Linked DNA regions of Rattus norvegicus: region 2 is linked to region 1. The links are chromatin contacts, called in public Hi-C maps. All regions are on one chromosome and are shown on one strand. Each heading gives the region's core, a stretch centred on a gene start, on an enhancer-like site or on the middle of the called end of the contact. The rest is flanking DNA. Distances are from core to core; before and after follow the strand shown.

What was found. Hi-C and Micro-C count contacts between places; a contact is called where the count stands out from the background.
Region 2: a contact with region 1 is called in a Hi-C map of psoas muscle, with 3 times the contacts expected there. The contact joins the promoter of Ntf3 here to the enhancer-like site in region 1. A contact is called at or near these places in 5 of 12 Hi-C or Micro-C datasets (hepatocytes, kidney, liver and 2 more).

The regions. Positions count from the first base shown.
Region 1 is chr4:160,543,982-160,550,830 of GRCr8, reverse strand. No RefSeq gene overlaps it. Among named protein-coding and RNA genes, the nearest start is that of Ntf3, 120 kb to the left of the region's middle. Within about 2 kb of position 2,955, at least 2 of the 93 cell types and tissues checked have an H3K27ac peak or open chromatin away from gene starts, as enhancers often do.
Region 2 is chr4:160,666,119-160,672,579 of GRCr8, reverse strand. Ntf3 (neurotrophin 3) reads left to right here and starts at 3,673. Exons shown (of 2, transcript NM_001270869.1): 1 at 3,673-3,890. The coding sequence starts at 3,873.

The DNA.
Region 1 (6,849 bases), core at 1,706-4,205:
GTTCCCTTACCTGCCCATGCCAGTGTTGGAATTCTCTACTGCCACAATTTCTGCCATGCAATGAGAAGCTCCAGTTTCATGAGGGATGGCATAGGAATGTTCCCTTCCTTTACATGCAAGACTGAAATGACACCCCCCCCCCAGGATCATCTCAATTTGAGGTCTGCTTGCTGGGAAGAAAGGAGTATACCCCAACTCTAAATTCCAAACTGACCCTTCTCACAGGAGGGGACATCCTCCCTCGGAAGGGGAGGCTAGACTGACAAGCATGACTTAATACAAGGAGTTTCTAGAAAAAAGAGCTAGGTAGGTTGGTTCAAGAACCTTTTGATTGCACTCATCTGGCACAAAAGGCCATGTTTCTAAAATTTGAAGAAGAAAACAAAAACAGTCCTTCCTCTTTGCAAGTCATTTTTCTTCTACTCTTCATATTATGATTACAGTACTGGGGAAATCCCTGAGGTTAGCCTGCGCTACTATGACCACTGAGCCTGAGTGTGAGTCCTGGCCTTGCCATCAATATTCTGTAGAGTAGATACATATCTCCCACGGTCCATTCACACAAAGGACAGAACTCTTCTGTAACCCTCTGTGTGTGTGTGTGTGTCAATGTCTCAGAGAATGCCTTCAGAGACCCTCCCCCTTTACATAGAGCAAGACAGACACAACACACAAAGCCTCTTGGGGAGCTATGAATGGCCTCTTAATTGATCTCCCTTGAACTACATGCATGAGCAAGAGATTAATAGGAAAAACAGCTTGGCATCCAAGCTCTTGACGTGAACCATCTGGAAAAAATGAGACAAGGAAAACCCTTCATAGGAATCTGTGAAGATCAAACAAGGTGATATGTTTAGTTCTTTTTTTTTTTCCTTTGGTTCTTTTTTTCGGAGCTGGGGACCGAACGATATGTTTAGTTCTTATCCCAGAAGGTGACGCCTGTGGAGGGATCGATGGGTGGTGATTACCCTATTACACCCTGTCACTGGAGGTCCCGACTAGCCTCCAACAGAGCACACAAGACCATCAAGTCCAAGCAAGGTAGTTTCATCTCCATAGAGGAGGCTGGATTGTGAGACCACAGGGAATCCTGGTAGCTGTGAAAGAAGTGAAGCAATTTGCTAAGCCTCCCCAGGTGTCAGTCTAGGGATTGTTGAAGCAGGATTAGTGCCCACAAGTAAAATTATGCTGACACTAGTGCAGGTTAGCCTCTGGGACTCCCTGAAGGGCTCTCAGGACTGCAAGCACAACAGAAAGAGAAGCACTTTGCAAATCGGAAGGACTATTCTCTAACATCTTAGAAACATGGCAGGACCATAGAAGTTTCCCCAAATTTGATGACACTCTTAGATTCCTATGAAATGACTGAGAAGAAAGGAACTTTTCTCTGAGTGTATTTTTAATCAGAAATATGTAACAAATGTTGCTGAGACTTGAGTTACTGCTGTCCTTTGACAGCATTGCTCTGAAAAAGCAAAGAGCACCCAGCCAGAGATGTGAGGGAGAGCATCTCCAAGGACTCTAAAGATGTATGAGTCAGTTAATGAAAAACGAAGGGCTTGGTTACAGTCTGTGAGGTTTGTAACATTAGCCTAAATTTTGTATTTTGTTGTGATTTTTATTGTCATGCTACACATGACATTCATCTTCATACCTGGTTGTATTTTACCATTTTGGCTACTTTTTTCTTAGGTGCCTAAAACTGTAAAAACTGCTGTTCCCATGATCCCAAGTCCTGCACATCAGTGATTTCCTTTTGGTGGAATGTATGTGGAGAGGAGCTTTATGTATGCTGCCTATGTTACATTCCCTTGGTGCTAGAACTCAAGGGCAAGAGTATTTCTCTCAGTTCATAGCTTCAGAGGGCTCAGTCTATTGGCAGTTGGTCTCATGTGCTTGGGCAGTGGTACCATGTGGTGGAAGGCAGCTATTCACATCGAGGTAGACAGGAAACAGTAAAGACACAAGGAGGAGCCAGGGATAATAGACTGGAGTGACCTACTTTTCGAAATAGGCAGGTCCCATCTCTTGAAATTTCTAGAGCCTTCCAAACTAGTAGCACCAGCTAAGGATCAACCATGCAATGGAGACCGAAAGGCATTCCTGAATAGGAAGAGACTCAAGAAGGAAATGGGTGCCACTGGGGAGACAGATGAGAAGACAGAGCTCTGCCTTGTTAAAGACAGCAGGCAATAAATCAAAGCAAGGACAAGAGAATCTGGGGGACAGGTGGCACAGTAAAGGCAGGTGTTGGCGCTTAAGAAAACCATGCATGACAATGACTTGATGCGACAGGAAGTGAAGAGCAAGCAAGAACAGAACAGGGCCCTGGGAAACAGAATGGGGAGGCCTAGTTGAGGGGCTTCATCTGTTTCTTGATCAGCAGCCTCCCTCAAATCAAGCAGATGTGGTTCCTGATAGAAGTTGACACATGTTTGCTCTCTGCAGAGTCCGATGCAGGCCAAGAAGAGTCCATCATGCTGGGAACAAACTAGGAGCAGGTTCTGGTGCGGGATCCATGTCAAAAGAATACCTCTCTCCCTTAGGATCCAGGGTTTCGTCCCCCTAATTGAGCAAGACAACCTGGCTCAGAAGCCTCTGTCCTCTGTGCCTCTCCATCATGCTAACAGGAAGTGAGAGGAAGCCAGGGCCATCAAGCAGATGGTTCCTGAGCTGACAAGCAGACGGTCTCTTTGAATTTCCACCTGGATGTTGCCTTGTTCTTCTTTTCTGTAGACAGCAGCTGTTGCACAGTGTTGTCTAGCCTGCTTCTGCAAATGTTCATCCCTGGTGGCACTGCCATTCACTGATGTGCTGGACGAGAAAAGGGAAGCAGAAGAGTGGGGCAGGCAGCTGGCCAGATGTGCAAATAGGGCTGCCTGCTGGGGCCACATCTGCTGTCTTCAGAAAGTGGGCTACTCATCAAGGGCAGGATCTGCTCTCTGGCGCCCTCTGCTGTAGCTGGGAGATTAAGAGTTTGGAGTGGGTGGGTGCAAGAGTAGGATTTGCAGGCAATGGCCACATGAGTTGCAGATGGTCAGGGTGCATGTTCCAAAGATGACTCAAATGGGAAGGTGGAAGGTAAGACTGAGTCATCTGCAGTGAGCCACGCCTTCCGTGTGTACCATTCTATAGGGAACCTAGAATTGTGCATGTCAGAACAGAGATGGATGTTAGGGCTTACCCAGTCCCATGCCTTGGCTTGCTAGATGAGCAACCTATCTTGGAAACACTCTGTTGATAAAGTAGAGGAACCATTGATACAGACAATGCAGGACAGCCGGGCCATGGGAAGGCTGGGTGGAGTCACGCTCCCTTGCTTCGTATAAGCAAGTGCTTAGATGGGACTTACAGAAAGTATCGGAGGCTAAGAATGGACTGAGTCAGGGGAAGAGGACAGAGGAAAAGGGGCATCAAGGTTCTAGGAAGGACATAATACCAGGGCATAGGCGATCGGACAAGGCTCTAAAACGTTGAAAGAATGGGTGGTGGGCATGAAGATCACACTCTAGAAAACCAACTAGAACTTCAGTGTTTCCCTGAAATCACCAACACAGTTGAATTGCATATTTCTGGAACTTGCTCTCAACCTGGAAGAACCAGAGACGTCCAGAGACGAAAAGGTGAGTAAGCAGGTTTTGTATTCCAGGCATGTTAAATGAAAGAAACTCACTTAGAAACACATCCTAGTGAGATTTTTTTTTAATTGTGAGAAACAATTTTGAAATCTCACATGAACCGAAGCAGTAGAAATAGACCTTGTAGAGGAATATCCATCAATGGTCCGAGAGGCCATTCCTCCAAACCCCAAAAAGAACATGGACTAATAGCCATAGCCACAATATTGTGGAAGAGAAGATGGTGACCTGAGAATGGGAAACCCAGCCAAGCCATCATTCCAAAGCAGCTCAGAAACTCATCTGCTGAGGGAATACACCACTGACATACCCCATGTCTTAGGTCAGGTTCTCTGGCAAGCAGCCCCAAGATGAAGGTCTGCACGTCTTCTTTGCAGGAGCTTAACAGAGGGCAGGTTCCTGAACAGTGGGGGAGGGGAGGGATGACCACAGAATTGAGGAGAAACTGAGCTACAGTAAGCACAGAGGGGTGGAGGCTCAGGGGACAAGGTCAATCAACCACCATGGTATAAAGGGAGCTCTGGGGCTGAGGGAACCCCCAAGACTGTGCCTGGACAAAAAGACAGGATGAGCCCTAGCTCTGCTGTGCTGAGTCCCTTTGCTAGTGTAGGCTAGCCGAAAGCAAGGCATAATCTTGGTCCAGGAAAGTCCCTTATATTACCCATAATTCTAAGGGGGTCGCTAGGTGAGGCCATAAGCAGCAGAACTGAGGACCTGGTGGCTTCTTTAATTCCACCTTACGTAATTCTAACCCTGGACACCAACTGGCAAATGAATATGCCAATATAAAAATGCCATGGTTTTCTTAAATTCTTTTCTTTTAAAAAGATTAATTTATTATTTTATGTGCATGCATATAGATGTATGACATGGATGCAGTACCCAAGGAGGCCAGAAGACATCATATCCTGGTGAAGTGAAGTTACAAATGACTGTGCTGGAAATCAAACCAGGACCCTTCCCTAGAGCAACACGTGCTCGAAACTGATGAGCCGTCTCTCCAGCCCCTCCTAGTTCTTAACTTCAAACTTTGCTTGGTTGTGACTTTCAAACCGTAGGACAAAACTTGATTCTTTGGTTTCTCCATCCTAATTCTCGCTTCCTGAAGTTCTTCCCATAGGCCAGTCACATCTTCCACTGCCATTTAAGACCAGACAATAAACTGCTGTCTGGCTCTCTACCTTTCTCATTCTCTCTCTCTCTCTTTCTCTATCTTATTTCGTAACCAATGACTAATGCATTTATAAGGCTAGTAGGTTGTGTTGGCAGGATTTACAACAGGAAGACTTCCATTTATCTCACAGAAAACCAAACTTAAATACAACAAAACCACGACCATTGTTTTGAGGCAGGGACTTAGCCGAGTTTCTGAGTCCTTCGGAGCCTTGTGGAGTTGAGCAGAATTCCATTTCCACAGGTGGGATAATCTGAGGTGGGCCCAGTCTGGAAGGGCTGTGAGGAGAGACACCAGGAAGGCTTTGCTTCCACTTGTTATACCTTTTTTTGATATTAAAAAAAATGTTACAGGTGTGATGACACACACTCTAATCCCAATGCTCTCAGGACGTCTCTGAGACTGGTGGATCTCTGGGAGTTCAAGGCCAGCCTGTTCTACAGAGAGAGTTCCAGGACAGCTGGAACTGTGTAGTAAAACCTGTCTAATGACACACACTCGAAAGAAAAAAGAAAGCCCATTGAACTGATTCACACCAAGCAACCCTCAGACTGCGTTTATTTCTGTTCTCCACAAGGAAAGGCTGCTGATGGTTAAGGAAAGGGTACAGTTCCTCACCAGGCCCCTCCTCATCATAGTCTCTGCCTAGGTGGGTAACCAATTCTCTTCTCAGTGTGTCTGACTCGGATTATTCCATTTGCAGAAACGGAATTCTGTTCAACTCATCAGGGTTGTGAATGATCCAGACACTCTTTGCTAAGTTCCTGCCTCAAGACGACAGCCACAATTTTGTCATATTTAAGGTTGCTTTACCTGTGAGACGGATAGAAGTCTTGTCTTTTGCAGATCCTGCCAACACAATCTACTAACCTTATGAACACATTAGCCACTGGTTACAACATGAGTCATAATTGAGTAAAAAGACAACAAACAAACACACAGCAAGCTGGTTGCAAACGATCTCTTGGAGGTAAGTACTAAGGCAGCTTAAGAACACATACTTCTCTTGCAGAGAACTAAGGTAGGTTCCCAGCACCCACACAGAATGTCTCACAGCTGCCTTAGACTCCAGCGACAGGGGCTCCTCCTCCCTCCTCTGTACTCCTCGGGCATAGTACTACATGGCATGTGCACCCTCACATACTCACATACATAAATAAAAATGAAATTTTAAATTAAAAAGTAATATTCTCAATGGACACATGCAATTTTAAAAATTAAACATTATTTCAAATCGATGCCTGTGACTGCCTAGATTGTATGAACACAAAAACTTGTGTCACATATTAATATATCTGGATATAAACGTATGTCAGATATTGTTATATTTTATCTGGAAAGGGAATAAGATATGTGTGACCTTATCTCCTTTTTCTTCCTTCATTAGTTCTGAGTTTTATTCACAATGTTTTCCTTATGAAACCACAGAACAACAACAATAAAAATTTTCTCAAAAGCCCAGAGAAGAAATGTTAATGTTTGCTCTGTTTTTAAGACCTCTGCTATCCTTTCTCCACTCCAACTTAACAAGTGTTCCAGAAAATTCTCTTTCTTGGGTATACAACAACATTTGCCACTGCTTCTGCAGTAAAGCAGAGGCACCCAGTGGTCTGTCTGGTAACAGGCATGTCCCTGAGATTGTTTGAATCCAAGATAAGGGTGAGTGGTTAAATCCCTCACTCTCCTGTGGTGCAACTGAGGGCACTATTCAGGCTTTCCACAGTGGGAACCTGCCTCGGGTCAGGTTAGCTCGCCTTTCTGTAGGCTGTGTAGACCTCCCCAAGTGGCTCTTTCAGACCTGGTCCTGAGGATGTGAACCTAGACCACCACAGGCTTCTACCCCCTATTGGGTAGTGGGTAAGGCTGAAGGTTAAAGCAAGTGTCCACCTCTAGGATGGGGAAGGGTGGAGCCCCTCCCCCACCTCTGACCTGTTCCCTTTCTTGACTTCCCCCTCTTGCCATAACAGAAGAAAGGTTAGGCTTCTGTTTGCTTATATTTACCACCTCTTTGCTTTACACTTACCATAAGCTCAATGG
Region 2 (6,461 bases), core at 2,424-4,923, 120 kb before region 1:
CAGACATTTTAGAGAGAGCTAAGCTTACTGCATAAGCATAGGCACATCCGTCGGCTTCCGGGGACAAATAATCTCATTTGGGAGGGAGGAGAGAATCCCCCCAAATAATGTCTCATATATGCTCCAGACATTTGGGAATCGCTGCTAACTGACAGGCTAGCCTGTGTGCTTAACGCATTTGTCATGGGGAGCCAAAGTGACATAGTGCATCCAAGCCCCTGACCCTAAATTCCTGTTTCTAATGCAGACACCTTTCTCCTGCACTTTGTTTTAGAACTGTAGACTTTCTGGCTTCATCGTCTGGGTGACTCGTAGAGCAAAAGCAAGCAAAATTTCTGTGGCTATTCATATTGACTTTAGTGCCCTCCAGCAGCACAGGCAACTCGGCGATACTTCAGGATCAGCTGAGGTACACTATTTATACAAAGGCAAGTAAAAGAAACACCGTGAAGTCTAGTCTGTGAGCCAAGGCTAACTGCTTAATGAAGCATACCTTTGTCGTATACAGGTCAAACGGGACCAACTCTCTCATTTCCTAGGTCAATATTCACTATGTGTATACCATTGCTGCACAGGAAACCCTTTCCACCCCAGGTAAACATGTGGGAGTCCACTGAAGGGCAACAGAAGTCCATGCGGTTTTCCACCTTTTCCTTTTGTTTCTGTTTAGAGTTTCAACCACACCGTGGCGCTATTACAAAAGATAAGGGTAGGCCAAAGGCAAGCTCTAGGAAGTTGCCTGAGGAGAGAGTTTAAACAGGGTTTTCAAAAAGCTGACCCTGGTTTCTGCCCTCACGAACTGCTTTCAGGAATCGGGACCTCAGACACAATAGAGAGAAAAATCAAGTCCACTGACCCCAAGAGACCACGACTTAGTTACCAGAAGGCATTGCTTTCAATGGCGCGCACACATTCCTTTGCTTCCTGTCCCATATGCTGGTAACTCTGGCTACATATCAGGCTCTTAGCCCTTGTCTTTCTACAAAAATTAAAACTCCACTGAGAAACTTGGTTTTGCCTAGAAGGCGCTATAACTCTGACAATCTTTTTTCCGCCTGTAAACCAGGGTGCTTTTTCTGCCTCCTTTTCTGCCCCGCATCCTTCTTTGATATCTGAGCTCCTAGAAATCCAAAATGCCTTTAGAGTCTCCTGAAGGAAGAGGGGAACTTTAGCCCTTCAGTGGAAAGAACAAGGAAAGAAAAGAAAATCCTTAGTTGGGTCTTACATAAAGAAAAGGACGAGCATTCTCCACAGGTTGGGGGTGGGGGTCGGGCTGGGAGTGGGGGCAGGTGGATCAGTTCTACAAAAGTGCGTCTTTGCTCTGTGCTGTGGCCTAGGTCTCTCCCTGCTCCCCTCTCCTTTCCCCATTCTCTGCCCTCCCCCGAAAGACACCGCACATATTTGGCAAGATTAAGGTGTCACCTCTCATATTACAAGGCCTGTTGATTGCAGGCAGAGACAGACCCTCCTGCACCCTTGAGTTGGAAACAATGCAGTCTTCCTGACGTCGCCCAGGTCTGGCAAAGGGAGGCGGCCAGCCAGTGCACCGCATCTGCAGAACAAATCGGAGTCTCGAACTCTGCTGCCTTTTCTTCTGACTGTTCATATTTAAGCTTGCCCCTCTTAGACCCCTCCTCCCTCCAGACCGCCAGTGACCGGGGAGCAGCCGGCGGCGGAGCAGCCCACACGTGTATTTAACCCGTTCCTTCCTTCCTTCTCCGGGAATCAAGCACCTCTTTGGTTGCAGTCTGTAGAGCCCCGGGACCAGGAGCTTGAGAAATGAGCCCCTAGAACTCCGCTGGCAGGGAGACTGGCGGGAAGGGAGGGGGAAAGCGGGGGGGGGGTTGGGGGGGAAGGCAAGTGCGGGAAGTGGGGGAGGGCAGGGGCGGGCCAGAAGACCGCGAGAAAACCAGAACCTCACAGAGCACGCCCAAGCCAAACCTCCAAAGTGCTGTGTGGCAGGGTGAAGGGGAAAACTCTGCAGCCGGATCGGATCCCGAGGAAGAAGATATTTTGGCCGGAGGGAAGCCTTTGAAGGAGAACCCAGCCCTTTTGAGGGACCATTCGAGGTGACGTCCTTGGGCCTCTGTGGGTGCTGCAGGCCATTTTCGATGTGGCAGCCCCCGTCAGCCAGGATAATGATGAGGCAGGTACAATCTATCTAGTATGCAGCCCCCCCCCCCCGACTCTGACTCTCCATCCTCTCTGGCCTCCCTTCACCCCGCAGCTTCTCTCGGCCTTAACCGGTGAGTGCAATTCTGGCACTCCTGGGTGTGGACCAGACCCATACATCTCCAAGGAATGCGTGTTCAGGTTTTGAACCTGGAGCCTTGCTAAACCTCATTGCGAGCTGCTTATCAGACTCCATCAGGAGGCAAGGAAGAGGTGGGCTATTAAATCGCCTCTCCTAGTGCGTGTGAGTCAAATGTCCTGAGAGAGGCAACTTGGAGGGGAGGGGGGAGGGGAGCACTTGGACTTGAGTTCCACCTTGCAAGAATGAGGGAGGCAATGAGGAGCGATACTATACTACTTTCCCCTTACCACTAGGATTCCCCGCCTCCCCCTTCACTTCTCTTGGATCGCAATTGAGCAAAATCTAGATGCTCTCACCATTGTAAATTCTGAGAGGACCAGCTTGGGTCAAGTGAGGGTCTAATGAATAGCTAAAATTATCTATAAATAAGACCTCTGCCTCCACCCTGGGATCTTTTCCTGGAATGAGTCTAGCGGTTGTGGAAGAAAGCACCGCTATTTTCAGGGAGTCCAAGAGGTGTGTTGCTTTTCTTCTGGGCAAATTGTTTTTGTACAGAGTGGTGAGTGCTGGGCCAAGGCTCAGCTCCAGGGCCCGTCCTACCTTGAAAGGAAGGGGTAAAGAAGTTAAGGGAGTGTGTAAGAAGTGGGACTTTGACTCGTGCCTCTCCTTTTCTCTCACACACATGCGGCACACATGCAAGCCACCCCTCCCTTGGTTGCTCAGCAGTCCCTCTCGCACCAGACCTCAGCAACTTAACTTCCTAGACAGTTTGAACTGTGCTTTAGGCTGAGGAGTTCAAGGGCAAGCAAGCAGATTCCTGTTGTTGTTAGAGGAGGGATGGGGGATGGGGAGGTTGATAAGGGGGTGGGGAGAGATCCAAAGCTAGAAGGGTCTGAGGTTTGGAGGCAGAGCTAAGGTTGAAGCTTAAGCTTTCCTGAGCCAAGGGGCAAGAAAGGCCTTCTTCTGCCTGGTTAAATAGAAAAGAGAAAGAAAGAAAGAAAGAAAGAAAGAAAGAAAGAAAGAAAGAAAGATTAAAAGAAAAAAATCAAGAATAAGACAAATCAAAGATATTAGCGTGTAAAATATGATAAATTGGATGTTTTCGTCGGCTCCTCTCCATCTCTAAAAGGCAAGGTCACAAGAGGAGGTACTAAAGAATAGGCTATTTTGAGAGGGCTTATTTGCTGTTTGTTCGTTTGTTATCTTTTGAAATGGACTAGGAGAAATGACTAGGTCTTCCCTTTGGTCTCAAGAGCAAACTCCAAAGTGCCAGGGCACCGGCCTGCAAGTCACTGCGGGCGGGGCTCGGGGGCGAGTGGCTTGGCGCGGAAGGGGTTAAGGCGCTGAGCGCGGAGCCATCTGGCCGGGTTGGCTGGTTATAACCGCGCAGATTATGTTCACGGGACTCAGAGTTGAAGGCTCCTCTCCTTACCCAGCATCTCCGCGCACCGCCCCGCGAGATAGCCCGGCGCAACTTTCTTCCCTCTTTCTTTCTTCCTCCCGTTTTTTTCCCACCGCTGGGTAGTGGCTGCGGCAGGGGTGGGCGAGACTGAATGACCGAACTCGAGTCCACCTTTCTCTTCATGTCGACGTCCCTGGAAATAGTCATACGGATGCCATGGTTACTTCTGCCACGGTAAGGGGAGGTGGCGGGCACGTTGGGTGGGCAGGTCCCGGAGGGGGTGGGGGATCGCGTGGGGGAAATTTTCCTGGGGATCCGCGTGGGGGCCCCAATTCTGCACCCAGCCCCACCCCCATCGCGCAACACACTCTTAACTTTTAGGTTCTTGTGCCTTCCCTAAAGTTTGAGCTATAGAATCTGCCCAGGCCTTGGCGCAATTACCACCACCCTCCTTTCACATGCATGCACACTGTGCGCGCGTGGATACGGCTTTCCTCCTCCTCCTCCTCCTCCTCCTCCTCCTCCTCCTCCTCCTCCTCCTCCTCCTCCTCCTCCTCCTCCTCCTCCTTGTCCTTTTCCCTCTGGTCCCCTGGCTGCTCAAGAAACCTCCCTCAGTCTGGGAAAGTGATCAGATTTGAGAAACCTGCATCGGGAAGGGAAGGAGGTGAAGGCGAGGGAAAATGGGGACCACGAAAAGGCAAGAAAGGGATTCTGCACACCCGGCTCCACCTCATGCACACATACACACCTACAACCCTCCGATCTGGTTCCCCCAGAAGACTCCCGCGCATACTATAACAAAAGCGAATAGCAGACAAAAATGGGGCTTGGAAGAGGCCATGATCCCGGCTTGCGCCCTGCACCCCGCTGGCCACCAGACAGCGATCGACCGACCGCCTCACCACGCAGCCAGGCAGGGCGTGGGCTGGGGAGGGGGGTGCAAAGCTTAGGACCCGACCGTCAGGTTGGGGGAGTTGAGACTGTAAGCCCAACAGTGCGTACCTGCGTTATTGTCCCACATAAACCTTTTTTCTCTGAGAGGGTCCCTAGCTCCAGGCTACTCTGGCCAGCGCCAACCCAGTGGCTCCCCACCCTGGGTCTTCGCGCAGATGTTAGAGCTAGCGCTCAGCCTGCGGGTCTGAGACGCAACCAGGGAACGGTGGGTACCTAGGCGGTGCCATCGGTAGGGATTTGGTACCAGTTTCTCAGAGTTCTTTTTAGGGTCCCCGCCCCCGCCCCAAGAGGTGGTATGGGAAGGCCGGGAGCTTTAGAGACCCTCAGAGTTAGGTCGGAGTTAGAAGAACCCACAGCGAACTGGACTCTTTTCTGTTACCACCACGGAGCTCTGCATAGTGGTGGATACTTCTAATGAAATTTGGCACTCTTGAAGGTGTGGAATGGGAGGGGGTGGGGAGGTCCTCTTTCCTTGTCGCTTTCGGGAGTGAGTGGGTGTGCATCCAAGAGGCGCTACTGCTTTGCGCAATTTTGGCGTTCTTCCGCAGCGCTCAGATACGCCTTACTGGAACTCCAGCACCGAATGGTGTGGACACAGTTGATTAGAGAGGTCGCAGGCTGGAATTGGAATCGAGGTTCGCGTATTCCAGATCTGGGAAGCACCCACCAGATTGACCCCGACCTCTGGCGACCGGCGGGTAGCAGGTTGAGAGTCTGAGTGAAGGCTGCTCTAGGACGCGGTCCCAGCCAGGGCAGGCTGCTTGTTAGCTAGTGTGCTGGAGCCCCTGAGCCGGGACTTGTTTATGAGTGTGAAGAGGTTGGGGGCGGGGACCTGATGGGGGAGGGGAAGGAAGACTGTAAGGGTGGGTGTTACTCGCTGAGTCTGAGGCTGGAGATTCTGCGGGTTATGGAGTGTGGTGGCAAACCTGCTTTTCAGTAAAGGGATGTCTTTCCACTACAAACCAGCGGCTGAGGAAATAGCTAACTAAGCACACTGCCCTAAACGTCAGTTGTTCCAGGGAAGCTTTACAATCGGTTCTGTTTTCTAAACAGCCCGAACTTTGCCAGTTTACTCCTTCTTCCCTGATCTTGAGGTGTTGCTCAAAGAAATTTGAGAGGTGGAATCTAGAAGGTATAAACCCAACTATCTCTGCCTTCGAATGAAACAGACCCGAGTGTAACGTTGGGAGAGAGTGGAGAGAGAAAAAGAGAGCAGCGGGCTGCTGTATCTGTATATAAAGATAGAAGAAAGTTTACCCGGCGTTTGCCTCGGGGAGAGCAAGTAGGATTGCCCTTTGGTGAGGGCTATGTTGAAGCTGGCCTTGAGAAGATCGGATCTGTTTGAGTTGGGTCTGATTTCTTAAGAAGGGAGACCGATCCCTGGGTGGCCAGAGAACTAGTTGGGAGGGCTTTCTCAAGTCTCAGTGAGAGAGGGGCTTGGGGGGTAGGAGAGTAGAGCTGGGGGTGGAGCTCGCCCCAGCTTCTTCCAGCCTGGCTGGCCCTGGAGGGGTGCAGAGCTTGTGTGATGGGCATCTGTGTGCTTAGCAGGAGATGAGAGCTTGTGGGAACATAGGTGTAGCTAATGAGAAATCTGTGTCTGGGAAGGGTGTCGGAGCTGGGGAAGTGTAGTATGCTGAAGACAGATGGCTTGTGCGTGCCTGCACAGACACATGGGGTGGGTGTGGTGTGGGAGGGCGGCTGTGTGTGTGTGTGTGTGTGTGTGTGTGTGTGTGTGTGTGTGTTAAAGGTGGACATGTGTGGGGGCTGGATGCCTGAAGATTACTAAAGGGATGTAAAGGGAGATTACCTGAGGAGAGTGGAGTGTTAACGCCATAGGCTTGGACAGCCCTA